Linked DNA regions of Sus scrofa: regions 1 and 3 are each linked to region 2. Evidence: chromatin contacts called from public Hi-C and HiChIP or PLAC-seq data. All regions are on one chromosome and are shown on one strand. Each heading gives the region's core, a stretch centred on a gene start, on an enhancer-like site or on the middle of the called end of the contact. The rest is flanking DNA. Distances are from core to core; before and after follow the strand shown. Region 1 holds the start of EFNB1 (ephrin-B1). Region 2 has its middle 150 kb from the start of EFNB1. Region 3 overlaps PJA1 (E3 ubiquitin-protein ligase Praja-1).

Evidence for each region. Hi-C and Micro-C count contacts between places; a contact is called where the count stands out from the background. HiChIP or PLAC-seq counts read pairs in DNA pulled down with a chosen protein or histone mark.
Region 1: an H3K27ac HiChIP or PLAC-seq map of skeletal muscle shows a contact between it and region 2, with 6 times the contacts expected there. The contact joins the promoter of EFNB1 here to the enhancer-like site in region 2. A contact is called at or near these places in 1 of 5 promoter capture datasets (liver), 7 of 47 Hi-C or Micro-C datasets (embryonic fibroblasts, heart right ventricle, liver and 1 more) and 1 of 2 datasets of contacts at active chromatin or transcription factors (skeletal muscle).
Region 3: a Hi-C map of fetal heart ventricle shows a contact between it and region 2, with 2.3 times the contacts expected there. The contact joins two enhancer-like sites. A contact is called at or near these places in 1 of 5 promoter capture datasets (liver) and 1 of 47 Hi-C or Micro-C datasets (fetal heart ventricle).

Annotation. Positions count from the first base shown.
Region 1 is chrX:54,946,014-54,949,313 of Sscrofa11.1, forward strand. It overlaps EFNB1 (ephrin-B1), which reads left to right and starts at 1,326. Exons shown (of 5, transcript XM_021079969.1): 1 at 1,326-3,208. The coding sequence starts at 3,081.
Region 2 is chrX:55,097,976-55,101,225 of Sscrofa11.1, forward strand. No RefSeq gene overlaps it. Among named protein-coding and RNA genes, the nearest start is that of EFNB1, 150 kb to the left of the region's middle. Within about 2 kb of position 1,491, at least 20 of the 83 cell types and tissues checked have an H3K27ac peak or open chromatin away from gene starts, as enhancers often do.
Region 3 is chrX:55,272,052-55,275,294 of Sscrofa11.1, forward strand. It overlaps PJA1 (E3 ubiquitin-protein ligase Praja-1), which reads right to left. Exons shown (of 3, transcript XM_005673705.3): 3 at 2,243-3,243. Among named protein-coding and RNA genes, the nearest start is that of PJA1, 6.9 kb to the right of the region's middle. Within about 2 kb of position 1,825, at least 12 of the 83 cell types and tissues checked have an H3K27ac peak or open chromatin away from gene starts, as enhancers often do.

The DNA.
Region 1 (3,300 bases), core at 76-2,575, 150 kb before region 2:
AGCCTTGCTACTGAGGCTCTGGTGGACAGGTTGAGGCAGAAAGACTGTGCCGTGACCAGGGGTGACCAGCGTGCAAAGCAGGCCTAGACATAGAGTCTGTTCTTTCCTCTGTGCCCTCCCCACCCAGGATGAGGTGTTGGCACCCTCAGGAGCTGCTGCTGTATTCCCATGTTTCCTAAGTCTGGCAGCATAGCCTCATCTGCCCCATCCCCCACCAGGTCTTGGGCTTGCCTCCTGACGGGCACTGGGAGTGCTGGTAGTGGAATCTAAAGTTGGTTCTTGGATTGGTGGTGATGATTTTAGCTGGAAACTTGAGGATGTGGCCAGGAACAAAGACGAACTTTCCTAGGCCTAGAAACCTTCTGGAAGACTGGAAGTGAAGAGTGGAATCCTGGCCATCCTGAAGGCCACTTCCTTCCAGGCATGAACCAGCTTTCAACTAGGAATGGATTAAGCAAGGAAGGAAGCAAGAAGGGGCTGGAAGTGTGGCGAGTGGGTATAGTACAGGGAAACAGGCATAGGCTTTGGAGACAGATAAGTCTGGGGCCAAATCCTGCTTCTACCACTGATCAGCTCTGTGACCTCAGATGAATCACTTCTTCCTGAGCCTAAAGGATTCTGAAGGGATATGCCTCTACTATGGTTCTTGGCACACAGTAGGTACTCAGACTGTTTTTCATCCTCAGGTTTTGCTGTACTGCCATACACTTGTGGCAATCCTAGTCTTCAAGCTGGATGATGGGTATATCCCTGCAGCTAGTTTTTGTCTCTCCTTGCTCACACCCCAATAAGGGGTCCATCTGGGAGCTGGGAGATTTTTAAACAGCTCCTCTTCTTCCCTTTCTACCCAGATCTTCCAGGCTCTGTCCCTGAAAGTGGGAGGAACCCCCTTCTCCCTTTTTATTTCCACCCAAATACAGGCCCACTCTATGAGCTAAAGAGATCATCAGAGGATCCAGTGAGAAACTCAGTAGCTCAGTCTCCTATTTAAGTGCAAGGACAGGAAACTGTGTAAATGGCGAGCACTTCGGGAATGTCATTCACCTAATTATTTCCATAAAGCAGCAGCAAGAAAACTTTATATCCTCTGCAGCCTGGCAGTCCCTGAGTCAATCCCAAACCCAGATCTTCCTCCTAGTGATCTCTTCTCCTCCCCATACCGGGCTTCTGTTCTTGCCAAAGCCACCTCCCCTATCCCAGGTCTTGCGTTCAAGTGCCTGTGCCAGGCTGCTGTGAGCCATGCTCTTGTTGGGGTGGGTGCTCTCAGTCGGTCCCAGGCGCCCGCAGTGCTATGGAAGACCAGTAGAGGGAGACGTTAGCACGTGTGTATGTCTGCTGTGGTCCGACCCAGGAGAGCGGGTCGGACCGGGAGGGTCTGAACTGTGGGATGGAGCCAAAGTTATAAGCAAGGAAGTGAGGAGGGGCGGGGAGAATGGGCCAGGGCTGGGAGACAAAGACCCAGATGGCGAGGCCGGGAGGAACTGGAGTCCGCAGTCTTGGGGCGAGGGCGCCCGCTTTTGCTTTTTCGAAAGGCGCCTCTGCCCTGCGCCTTTTCCTCTTTGCTCTCCAGGTGTCTTTCTTTACCGAGGTGCCCTCTAATCCCCGTTGCCGTATCCTGGGGCTTTGCCCGCGCCTTGAGACAACGCCAGACCCCAAAACTGGGCCCCCGTTGTTCCACAAAGCTCTTCCCCAAAGTTGAGACTCCCAAGGCCTGGTCCCCAGGGGCGAAGAACTCATCTTCCTCCCTCCCCTTTTCCGTACTTGACTCCTCTGAGATTCCACCACCCACCGCGATTGGTTTGTCTTTTCAGGACTCCGAGTCCATTTGCAAGCGGACCCGCACTGCGAGGGCGGAAGGAGGAAAGCCCACCAGAGACCTACGGGACTGAGAGTATACAAGCTATCCTTGCCACTGAGGTGGGCACGGGAGCAGGACTTCAGGGCTCGCGTGTGTAAAAAAAGAATGGCAGTACTTTCCCGGAATACTTAGGACAGGGCCTGTCTAGCCCAGGTCAGCGGGCCAGGCGCGCGGGGAGGAGAACAGGCCGACAGCTCAAGAGGAGCACCAACTTCCCACGGGCTGAGCGCTCTGGAAACGGACTAGGCGGGACCCACACCTAACCGCACAAGCCGCACACTCAAATTGGTGCCATCGAGAGCGCGGCGTCCTTAAGAGCTCCCTGAAACCCCACCCCCTTCCTGTTCTTGGGGGCGTGGTGCGGGGCAAGGACCCCGTGACGGAGCTTGCTATTGGCTAAGATGAGTAGGGTTGGCCTTGCGTTCGCCTGAGCAGGGGAGTAGACAGCTCAGCCGCGGCGGAGGGAGTCTATGCGCGCTGGACAGCAGTGGGAGGTGTGTGAGCCTCGCACTGGCCTCAGACCCTCGGGCGCAATCGTCGGGGAGCTAGGACTCGGCGGCTGGACTGCCGGGCCACCCGGCCGAGGCTTCAGAGGTGCAAACTGATGGGACTTGCTCGCTCGGCAGCGTCTCCCCGCTCTTATAAGTACACTGAGCGGGGCCCGCGCTGAAGTAGAAGCTGTCGGGGGGCGCACAGCCCGGAGTCTCAGTGTGGCCTGGAGGAACGGAGCCCGTGCCTGGGCGCTCCGGTCGGGAGCCCCCGGAACGAGTTCGTGTGTTGGGGAGACTCCCACTTCTTCCCAAGGGTGCCGATCCCGAAACGGTCGAGGCTTCTGGGCGACCGCAGAGTCTCCAGTGACGAGACCCCATTGGGGAGAAGGCGCGCAGTCCCAAACAGTCTCGGAAAGCCGAGCGGAATCCGGCGGGATCACCCGGGGGCTCACAGCCCCCGTCGCGCCTCGTGCGGCGGAGAGGCCAGGGGAGCGAGCCCTCGGAGGCCGCAGCTCATGCCCGGGTTGGGGGCGGCTGCCCAGTGAATCTTCCTGGCCGGCGGGGCGGAGAAGAGCGACACCGAAGCCGGCGGGAGGGGAGCACTTCAAGGCCGGCGGCTGCGGAGGATGGGCGCCTGAGCAGCTTGGAGTGCAGCGCGGCACGGGAAGGCGAGGCCAGCGTTGCTGAGGAGGCGCCAAGGGATCCCAAAGTGCAGCCTGCCCCCCGGGAAGATGGCCCGGCCTGGGCAGCGTTGGCTCGGCAAGTGGCTTGTGGCGATGGTCGTTTTGGCGCTGTGCCGGCTTGCCACGCCGCTGGCCAAGAATCTGGAGCCCGTGTCCTGGAGCTCGCTCAACCCCAAGTGAGTAACTTATCTGCTCTGATCCCAGGGGGTGGGAGGCACTCCTTGGGGGTGAGGCCGCGCGCCCCTGAGCGCCTGTGAGAAGATGTTTG
Region 2 (3,250 bases), core at 241-2,740:
AAACCCAGCCAGACTGAAGTCCAGACAAAGACATGCAGGTACGGATCCTGCAGAGAGGGAAGCCGAGTGTAGAGAAGACAGGTGGGAGAGGAAGAAAGAATAAAAAGAGAGAGAGAGGGTGGGAAATGAGAGTGAGCAAGCGAGCAAGAAGTGGGAGGAAAAGAGTCAAGTGTCTGCACATGGACGGTGCCCTCTGGTCCCTTCACTGCCTATGCCCAGGCTGGTGATTCGATGGTGAGGCTATAAGCTTGCTTCTGCCAAACTGTGGGCCATCTGCATGCGGAGTGAAATGAGAGGGCCAGGAATCTGAGGCCTTGAATGTTGTTTCCTTTTTGGTTCCTGGCCTGGTGAGGCAGGGCTGTGGACACTGGCTAGAGGCCACTCTGGGGGAGGAACTAGTCCTCTGGCCAGCAGCAAGAGGCAGACACTGCTGTCTGGGGAAGACCTTGGTGGCTTTGCACTTTCTGCAAAAATGAGCTCTTTTCCAGGCCTGGCAAAGGGCTGTTCCACTCCTCGGGAGAGTGGGTAAAAATGTCACCTAAGCTCTGACCTCCAGAGTGCTCAGTGATAGGGACTAGCTCCTGGGTCCTCTGAGCACCTCAGAGACTCTTCTTCCCACACACACCTCCTGGGCCCCTGCTCTAGGGCACTGATTTAGCTACTCCACACATGGCTTCCTTTCATTCTCAAAACCACTCAAGATAGTTTCCTTCAGAGCTGAGGAAGTAATCCTCAGGGTGAAAAATGACTTGCCTACAGTCACACTCCCAGGAAGCTTCTGGGAGAACCTCAGTCAAGAGCTGTCTGGTTACAGGGTTGATGACTAATTCATAACCTCCTGGAAAGGAAGAGCCGATGGGTCAGAGGTCTCATCCCTGGCAAGTCCCAGTAATGTCTGACAGGGAGTATCACAGCCACGACTGAGCTCAAGGCAATTGGTTTCTGAGTTCCTCAGTTAAAAGATGAGAAAAACGGAGTCTGAGAGGAGAAAGGGCTTGTCCAGGCCTATAAAATCTCGTAAGTGACAGAACAGAGACTGGACCAGAGATATAACTCAGATGGGGGCTCCTCAGAGTGAGTTCAGAGGTGCCAGAAAGGCCTTCAACATTTGAATTCCAAAATATCCTGGTGTCCAAGGCTCACTTTGATGTTTCTTTGTGGAAGTAACCACACATTAGGATTTGGGATTGCCCCAGAAGATTCCAGCTGCATAACTGCTACATTGGCCCTGGAAGCCTGCCAGTCCTAAGGTCTGGCAGTGATAGGGAAGCAGGTACCTTGGTCATGGACATCTCAAGCTCAGAGTGGCTCTCCAAGCTTCATCCAAGAGCAGTGTCTCACAGGCCATCAGGAAGATCCAGAGTTCACGTTGCCACTCATAGAGGGGCAAAGGGCTGCCTGAGAGTACCTCAGTCCCCTGCCCCAGCCAGCTCTATACTCTATTGCCTTGGTCCCAGACAACACAAGCAGACAAACCCACAGTGGCAGTCCTGGTGGGGGCAGCCCAGGCCTGCACCTCTGGACTTGTAAGCTCTAGGCCTCCTGGGAGCTTTCCTTTGAACTCCACTAATAAGACCAAGCTGACCTGAAGCCCCTGCACATTTCTGTCAGATGTCACCAGTTCACCTCCCACACCCAGGGGGTGATAGGCTCCACTGGGTACCAGGAAATGGGTGGGCAAGAGGGCCCACAAGGGACCCGGGGGCTTGCCCAGCTAGGCGTCTCCCATCTCCCAGGACCTGCCTAGGGGGAAGTTGGCACTCACAGCCTCTCTGCCCCAGAGCAGAGCCCAACCAGGAGATTTCCCCGGTTAGGCCAGTCCAAACTCACTCCGACTCTACACAGGCCTGAGGAGGTGACAACCCTATCGACCAGCTCCTCCTGGCCCCCCATTTACATCTTGATTACATTCCTTGGGAAACGTCCAGGCCGCATTCCGCCTGGCAGGCTGCTGGGAAGACCCACAGAGCACTATGGCAACGCTGGAGGGGCCAGGCCTGCCGGGCAGCTGAGCAGCAGCCCCTAGGCTGGGGAACCTCCCTTGCAGGGCCAGTCTGGATTCCTTAACCCCGCCAACTCCTCTGGGCAGCACCCACTTATCCCTGGGCTCCTACCTCAGTCCTCCTCCTCCCACTCCCATCTCAGGCCAAACCTACACATGCCCAATGCCCAGCTCCCCCCCTCAAAGCTTGGAGAGAGCTGCTGTATTTCTCCAAAGCCACTTCCCCAGGCACCACTCCTGGGACCCCAGGGATGAGAAAGGGCTATGGATGGTGCAGCGTCCAGTGCAACCTTGGCACTGCCTCTCCTGAGCTGTTCACCAAAAGTGCTGGGCCGCAGCTGTAGCTTTCAAGCTTTTTTCTTTCTTCTTTTCCTCTTAAAAAACATAGTTCTGAGTTTCCCGTTGTGTCTCAGTGGTAACGAACCTGACTAGTATCCATGAGGATGCAGGTTTGATCCCTGCTCAGTGGGTTAAGGATCTGGCCTTGCTGTGAGCTGCAGTGTAGTTCACAGACACAGTTTGGATCCCTTGTTGCTGTGGCTGTGGCATAGTCTGGCAGCTGTAGCTCCAATTTGACTCCTAGCCTGGGAACTTCCATATGCAGCAGGTTCAGCCCTAAAAGCAAAACCAAAACAACAACAAAAGAAAACCCCACGTAGCTCTGAATTAAGACCCCAGTAAATCAGACTTTAAAAAAAATAATTGATTAGTTCCTCAGATTGCTTACATCTTCATAGTTTGGTATAAAATACTTCATTTTGGGTGAAACCCTAGAAACATCTTCATAGACCCTCCAGAGCACCTTAGAATATCAGGTATAGCTTCCTTCTCCAGCAACCCTCCCAAACCCTCCCCAAGAGAAGCAATGTGCCTTCTTTTCTCCTGTTCCTTTGGCTGCCCACAGTCCTTTTGGAGAGGCCAGGGCCAGAAGGGAGATGAGCAGAGGCCTCTATCTCCAGCCCCTCACTCAGCTCCCTGTTGGGGCAGAGAGCATGGACAGTAGTCTAACTCTCCTACCCCGGGTCTCCCTCCCTTCCTTCATATATTCGCAGAAGAAATATTTCACCAAGCAAAACCTTGCATGAAAGCTCAATGTTGGGTCAGGTAATGGTGGACTTGCTCTGGTTAGAGGCAATAGAATCTGAGAGTCCCACCCACTGGTCTCACACTTGTGTCCTGGAGGCTCCAAGGAAAAGAGTTTGAAAACCACTGGCATCACCTCTGAATAGATGCCTCTTCTTCCTCTTC
Region 3 (3,243 bases), core at 575-3,074, 170 kb after region 2:
ACTAACATTCTACTACCTTCTTCAGAATAGTGAAGTCAGATGGCAGAAATAATCTGAGAGGTATGCAGGGGTCAGCAGAAACCTGCAGCCATGTGCCTAGCTGCAAAGTTCCATTCTACAGATGCGAACATCAAGGCAGGCTGAAAGTGTTCCTCAGGGGTCCCGGAACCCAGCTTGCTCCACACCAGGCCTTGGCAGAGGCAGGGGTGAGGTGGCAGATTAACAAGTGCCCTATCAGCCCCGTGTTTGTCAAGAGTTTCAAGTCAAGTCAAAGAGGAGTATACTGAGGTTGCTTGCCATGCATTTCTCCATGTGTGAGATCACCACCACTTCCTAGGCGCTGGCCCTGGGCCTGAGAACAGCCTCTGAAACACTGGGGATTCAGCAGGACAAACAGAAACTGGGACAGAGGGTGTGAGGAGTAGAGGATGGCCAGTGGGGGGGGGGGCTTGCAGAGGCTGGGGGTAGGGGGGCACCCTGTTCCTGGTTGGGGCAGGGCCCCAGGACATTTCCTGGGTTCTCTGAACACCACCCCTGCCCCTGAACTTACCTTGGGGAGGAACTCATTCATCCTCAGCAAATGCTGCTGAACCCTTTTGAGGCCAGCATTGAGAGCCAGGTCTATGGAAATGACTCAGACATAGAGAGCACCTGACTGCAAGGACTCATAGGGATGGGGTGCAGAGAGCTGGGAGCATCAGAAAAGATTATTTTCAGGAGCTGGCCTGAGAACAGGACTTGTTAGAGAACGGAAAGAATTGACAGAGCTGGAAAGGACATTTCAGGTCAGAGGTGCTGACACAAACGGAGAAGGATCTAGCTGGAACAGAGGGCTGAGAGAAGGCGGAGCCTTAGAGCCAGGAAGGACCTTAGGATGATCCAGCTGTAGTGCCAGCTGTGGGGACCATGTCAGGAAGCTGGGGTGCTCTCTCACAAGATGAAGGGATTTCTGCTCCAAATCAGCAAAGAAAATGGGAGGCTGTTTATTCCGCAGCCAGGAAACATGTCCAGAAACCAAGATGTGCAGTGTGGTGGGTGGCACCTTCAATCAATATACCAAATAATGTACTCTCAAAAGTGTCTGCTTTGTGTACAGAAGCACCCAAGGCCTGCTGTTCTAGAACCATGGCAGGAGGTGTCAATAATGGGTCCACTGCACTGTAAACAGAAACCACCTGACCCTTGGCCATCAGGGATCTCTCATATGAGTAAGAAAACATGCATAACAGAGGGCTAGGGTGATGGTAAGCATGCCACTTGGGGTTCTTAGTTACAAGCAATGGAAACCAACTCTAGTTAATTTAAGCAGAATGGTTTTATTGGAAAGCTATGGGGGAACTTGGGGAATTGTCAGAGAGGACAGAGAGTCAGAAACTGGCAGGAACAAGGGAACTGGGCAGCCAAGGACATGGCTACATCCCTCCCAGGAGCTCTGGGCCACCACCCGCCTTAGTAAACCTTCCGGTCCTCTGACTCCTCCCCCCAGACAGACGCCCCATGTCGGATGTGATGAGACTGAGGTCTCGGCTCAGGCTGCTGGGTCTGGGGACCTGAGTCTCAGGCCTTGTTGATGTCCCTAGTCGGGAGAGCCTGACCTCTGGTTTGACTCTCTGCAGCCATGGGCTTATCCAACAGGGGACCCGCAGGGGCTGAGGAGAAGTCCCCTTCCATGGATTTACTAATTCTGACTCTAAGGGAAATTGGGGCCACCACTATTCAAGGAGGAGGGAGGAGAACGACCAGGCTGCAAGAGGGTTCCTAACACCCCTCCTTGTGTGGTTCCAGTCAAGGGACTGCAGAGGTTAATATTAGGCCAACCACCACAACCCCACCCAAATGAGGTCCCTCCAAGGTCACAGACTTCGGAGTCACCATGACAGCTGAGGTGCTGGCTGGAGGCCAAGGGGGAACACAGAATGGCTGTGAGGGATGAAGTTATAAATAGCAGCTTGACCAGCTGCAGCAAAAATAAGGACGGTGGCTTCCACCACGTTTCCATACTTGCAGAGATAGAAAAATTCTTTCTTTTTTATCAATTGGAAACTTTTTTGATTTGACTTATTTTGTTAACATTCATGAAAATACACTGACACTGGAAAAAAAAAATCCGGCAGATTAACTATTTCGGGGAGGGAAAAAAATCAAAAGCCTCACTCCTTTCCCTTAATCCCCTATCCTTCTCCAGAGGTAAACATTGCCATCAGTTAGGCTTCCAAACACTTTTATGCATTCTCACATATAGTTCAGTTTTGCAAGATTTTATTTTACATCAAGATTGTACATATTGCTCTACAATATGCTGCTTTTTTTTTTTAACTTAACATGTTTTGGAGATCTTTCCATAGCAGTCCATACAGTTTATAACTGTTGCATAGCACTAATTCCATACTACCACCGTATCTAATTTGCACTCAGGGACACGCACCATTTTCCATTTTGAAAGATAGCTAGCTACTCCTCAAACTGCTCTCCAAAAAGGCTGCTTTCGTTCACATTCACACCCCCCACACGAGTGCTCCCATTTTTTTCTCCTTCCAGCCCACACTAGATTATTACCACCATGAAAAACTACTGCTTTCTGGTAGACACAATCAGTTTCATTGTCGTATTAATTTACACATCACTGATTGCCTGTGAGGTTGATCATTAGCAGTATCCAAGCTGTTGGAGCCAAAAACAGTTCTCAAACTGTTGGTAGCAGTATCAATTAGTACAATCGCTTTGGAGAGCAGGTTGGCAATATCTAGTTAGAATGAAGATGCTCTAACCCTAAGACCCCCAAATTTCACCTCTGTACATTTACCCCTAGAGAAACTCATACATGTACACAAAGTTAAGTATGTTCACTGCTGCAAAATACTGGGATGAACCCATTCCCACAGTGGAAAATCTAGTATGCAGCAATTAAAAATGTTTGTATCACAATGGCTAAATCTCAAAAACAATGTTGAATGAAAAAAATCAAGTTGCAAAATGATACATACATTCTAGCAATTATGTCCATTTAAAAAAACATAAACATTCTATATCAGTTATGGAGATACAATACACATGTATACATACATATATACACTAATACACACACACACACTCACACACATCTAAAAACACAGACAAGAAGTAAACACACCATTTCCTGGGTAGTGCTTACCTCTGTGGAGGAAGGAAGGTAAATATGACGGGGAAGAACTTCACCTGTGCCTGAAAAGGTATATTTATTGGAAAGAGAGAGAGATCTGAAGC